Linked DNA regions of Zea mays: region 2 is linked to region 1. A link is a contact called in public Hi-C data. All regions are on one chromosome and are shown on one strand. The core of a region is the stretch at or near the end of the contact, and the rest is flanking DNA. Distances in the headings are between cores, read along the strand shown.

The links. Hi-C and Micro-C count contacts between places; a contact is called where the count stands out from the background.
Region 2: a contact with region 1 is called in a Hi-C map of leaf, with 8 times the contacts expected there. The contact joins the promoter of LOC100383287 here to the promoter of LOC100501049 in region 1. A contact is called at or near these places in 4 of 25 Hi-C or Micro-C datasets (ear, endosperm, leaf and 1 more).

What each region holds. Positions count from the first base shown.
Region 1 is chr2:212,396,824-212,399,351 of Zm-B73-REFERENCE-NAM-5.0, reverse strand. LOC100501049 reads right to left here and starts at 1,266. Exons shown (of 32, transcript NM_001329534.1): 1 at 972-1,266; 2 at 704-870. The coding sequence starts at 1,086. LOC109944605 (protein ALP1-like) reads left to right here and starts at 2,393. Exons shown (of 2, transcript XM_020549381.1): 1 at 2,393-2,528. The coding sequence starts at 2,429.
Region 2 is chr2:212,608,636-212,611,163 of Zm-B73-REFERENCE-NAM-5.0, reverse strand. LOC100383287 (putative translation initiation factor family protein) reads right to left here and starts at 1,265. Exons shown (of 9, transcript NM_001175947.1): 1 at 1,115-1,265; 2 at 450-577. The coding sequence starts at 555.

The DNA.
Region 1 (2,528 bases), core at 17-2,516:
CTGAGCTTTCTAGCACATGGTATAAGGGGGAACATATGGAAATTGATTTATGCATGGATTAGGGGCAAGATAAAATAGCACCCTATGTCCAAATCTCACATCTGTGTAAGTGTATATGCAATTACTGCACAAGGATAAAAAATCAGTGTTACATGAGATGTATGTGATGGCAACATAGAACTTAAATAAACGTATCTACACATCATATTTCTGAATATTAGACAATGCATAGCATAGCATCCTAGCATATTGAACCTTGACAATGCAAAATGCATATTGATGTATCAACTTGATGTCTACAGAGCTACTTGTTCATACTGCACACTCATTTTACCATCCTGATTCCTGAGTTCTATTGTCTTCATATAACAACAGTCTGTTACATCACAATACTCTCAAAATTGTAAATAAGTCAAATGGCATAAACCTGGAACTATCTACACATCTCAACCCAAACAATCAATTCAGGGACTAGGCTCTGCACATACAAAATGAGGAATGGTCGATACGAGTATCTACCCTAGACAAGGAAATGCGTTTCTAGGCTGCTAACATCCAAAGCATTCATGGTGCACGCATTTATCATACCCATCAAGGTGTTCGACGTCAATGCAACACGTCTGACGCTTCATGAACCTCAGGCATGCAAGGCAAGCAAAGGAAGAGCAGAAATAGGATGATGATGATGATGATTAATAATTACGTGGAGGCAGTCGAGCGCGGGCTCGACGAGCTTGACGTGCTTGGTCTCGACGGCGAGGCGGAGCGGCTGCAGCACCAGCTCGGCCTGCGGCCCGTCGAGCACGCGCCCAGCTGACCCGAGCGCCTCGGTGATGACCGCGCCCTCTGCTGTAGCCCCCTTGATACTATCTGCAACGACACAAGCCACGCAGAGATCATCACAGCTCCATCATCAGCCGCCACGAGATCCCAATGCGCGGGAGGAGAGGGTAGAAAGGGGCCGCACGCACCGAGGTATGACTGGATGGATTGCTGCAGCGCGGCGAACTTGCCGCGGTTGGCAGCGCACTCCTTGAGCATGGCCTCGAAGGCCCGCGTGACGAACCCGCCCGCGGCGCCCGCCATGACCGCGGATATCAGCTCCGGCGGCGGAGACGGGAGGAGGGGCGGAGTGGTCAGATCCGACGAGGGGGGGTGGGCATGGGATGGAGAGGGCGCGAGATCTGTGACGGGGTACGAGATCTGTAGGAGCCTAGGAGGAGACCGAGAGCCCCCGCTGCTGTCCTCGGCTCGGCGGGGGCGGATCGGACCTGGTTGTCTCACACGCACGCTTGCTCTTTCAGTTCAGCTGGGAGATCGCCACCACCCACCAGGAGTCGAGGACCATCTCTGAATTTTTCTTTTACGCAGGCACGTACCATGGCCCTAGCCAGTTGGATCGGCTCAACGCAGGCTTGTCATAGGTACATGCCGACACTTTGATGTCGAGGTTGTAATGTTTTTAAGGGTTAATCATGTCTATGCCATTACAATTTTTTATGTTTTAATATATGTCACTAAATCTTTTAAGCTTGCAAATATGTCATTGAGCTTCTAATCAACTCTGAAATAGGTCATTTCCTTGAATCAGACTATCCACAAGCACATGTAATTTCGTATTTCCCTTTTTACCCTTGATTGTTCAAAGGATGCTACTGTGTACACTGTGAACTTGACTCGTCGACGGTGGGCACCATCGCTCCCGTGCGCAGATGAGAGCTTCAACAGCGTAGCTCCAGCAAGGGGGTGGGGCGCAACTCCGGTAGGGCATCCCGGCGAGGGCGCAACACGCAGCTCCGGTGTGCGTGCAGCTTCAACGGGCGCGCAGGAGGGTCCAAGGACCAAGGTGGTCACAGCTCGAAGACTGTCCGCAACCGTTCTCCCTAAATTTTTCCCCCTAAATGTTACTATGCATCCACGTCAGCAAGATTACATCCCCTATATTCACTCGTCCCGCAACCGTTCCCCCTATACTTTCCCCTATATATCCCTCTACTCATTAAAAAACCATTTCCATATAACTAACTGTAACCAACTTCAATTTTCATTTTCTTTAATTATTTTTCACACATCCGACGTGATACTCATGTATTCAAAAATAAAATTTATAAAAAATAATTACTTTACAATTACTTCCACAAAAAATATATAACAATTATTATTTTACAATACATTCGAATGTGCATTTTGTTGTGATCACGTTTTATTCATTTTGGTGAGTACGAAATCAAATTTCATGCTCACCAAAAAGCACTAGTCGTATGGGACAAGCCGCACTTGCCTTCGAACGAAAGACATGTTTGTCTTTCGTGCGAAGCCACTAGCTTGCACCTGAAGCCGCATTCCTCTACCCTATAAATATGCAATCCATCTCTTCACAAATGTCAAAACAAACTTCACTACATCAACAATTCCAACATTTCTCAGTATGTCTCACAGCCATAGCGATGAAGACTCATACTCGAGTGATAGTGAGGAGGAAACACTTATGCTTGTCAATCTTCTTGTCCTAAACATAGAGGCGAGAC
Region 2 (2,528 bases), core at 16-2,515, 210 kb before region 1:
ATTAGACACAAATCATCATATAAAAAGTAACCACATATCTTACCAGTAAAAGTAGTGATGTGGGACAACAACAAATAACAAAGTTTCATCGCAATATTAGGTGAACATGACACATGAGATTTCAGTTCGGGAGAAAAAGCTTAAGCAGATGCATCCAGAAGGAAGAGGATGGGTCCAACATTTTAAGTATCAGAAAATAAGTAATAGCATAGACATGAAACTCAAGAATTATTAGTCATGAGGTACAGGGCTGCATGAAATGTAGGATTGCATGGTGCCACACACAAAGAGCTTAATGCTAGTGACGAATGGCTGGATCATTATTCTAGAGATCAAAATAGTTTTTGTGCATAAGAAAACTTAAAAGAAACAAAATAAATCAATAGATCAGGTGTGCTGACATCAAATCCGAGAACCATACAACCATGGTAAACAGATTGCATCCATACCAATATTGATTGTTGCTTGGCGTGAGATAACTTCAGGTGACAGTGGGTCAAGCTTTGTCACATCCAATTTGCTTAAGTCCTGTTCCATCAATCCACGGCGAGCCATCTTGGAAACCGCACAGTGGTAACTGGAAAGATAAACCTAGTGTCTTTGTTCAGTGCTTACTTACTCAACACTAACTACATGAGAAACAGCATTAAGCATTCTTCCTCTCTAGCATAGCATCGCCAATTGGGAACACATGGGCAGGCAAGACCAGCGATCAACACAAATTTCATAATATAATGACACAGATGCATCAAGTCCTAACTGCTAATCGCTACTCAGTGAGGTGCGAACTTAGCGTTGGATGGGCGTTCAAATGAACAAAAAATCTATTAACCGTTCTGGGAAATTTGGATCCGATAGCTCGTAGCAGAGCTAGTAAGAACAAATTGCGTCGAAGCAGGTCAGGGTTCCTTACCAATCAGGGGCGAGCCCAGTAAAGAACATGAGTGTACACATGTACATACGGTAATTTTTGCAGTAAAGTCGAAGTTAGTAAGCATAATATATTATGTTGTAGTATTAGGTCAGATCCGAACACAAATAACCAGATAACTTGAGTTAGGGTTTGGGTGCTCGGTTTCGCGCAGCACCAAGGGAAGAGACGGGATAGACATACCTAGCGGGTGCTCGTCGCCGGCAAGGGCCCGACGCAGACCTGGGCACCTGGAGTAGGGTTTAGTGTGGCGGCGGAGGTCGCCCAGTCGTCGCTAGTGGGAAGAGAGATTCCGCGAACGGCAGCCTGGGATCAAGCTGAGGCCCCAGCTCCGACCACCCACGCGTCTGCCGCATTTCAGTGTTGAGCTACATAGGCGGCCCATGTTGAGACCCCACTGTTGCTCACTCGGGGGGAAAAACAGCGGCCCAAATGCACAACACGCTGAGTTAGGCAAATATATACGTGGCCAATGGGCCGTGCCGTGCCAGCACGGCCCGAACCCGTCATGGGCCGGACCAAATTAGATGGGCCGAGGCACGGCACAGACACTATTAATTGTCAGGCCGTGCCGTGCCGGCACTTAGCCCTACGCCGTAGCCCAAGCCCGGCATTATTGGCTTTAATCGGGTCGTGCCGGACCATAGTGCTGTGCTGGGCTTTCGTGTCGTGCTGGCCCTATACCCACATGTCAAACATCCATGCAAATAGCAAATATGTATGTAATACACAGGTTCGATAACTAAGAATACAATATACAACTATGAACCATACAATACACTAATTTGTTCTCAACACAGCCATAGTGCCATACAAATACAAGTATACAATCATCAGGCATAGTGCTTTATAAAGATACAATAAGCATACAATAAACATAAGCATACAATCAGCCATAGTGCCATACAAGTACACAATAAACATAAGCATACAATCAGCCAACAGCCATAGTGCCACTGCCATACAAGTACACAATAAACATAAGCATACAATCAGCCATAGTGCCATACAAGTATACAATAATCAGGCATCAGCCAATCAGCCATACATGAGACATCAAAAAATAGATCACCGTACTTTATAAAGAGCTATTTAGATTGGTTGCCTCGTTAAAAACCTTTAGGTAAAACCCCATTTTAACTACATGGGGACAAAACCCTAAAGGAAAAAAGAGTACAACCTAGCTCTTTTAGTGATCATGTCCATCTCCACCACCAACACAAGTCGATCCTTCTTGTGCATCAAGATACATGTTTTCCATTAGCTCTTCAAGATCTTTGTTCTCAACACAGTGTTGCTGCCGAACAGCTGCTTGCTCCCAATCCTTGGACAGGGACAACATCTCCACATGTTCTGGTGTTAGACTTCATCGTCGTTCCTCGATCAACCTGCCACATAAACTAAAAGCTGACTCAGAAGAAATAGTGGATACAGGCACAGTTAAGACATCTTTAGCTAGAATTGATAAAATTGGATAGGTTCTTTTATGATCACGCCACCAACTAAGTACACTAAATGAATCATCAAACTCAGTAAGAGGATCACTATCTAGATAAGATGATAACTCAGAAATTGTGCTCGAAATAGGTGTGTTAAA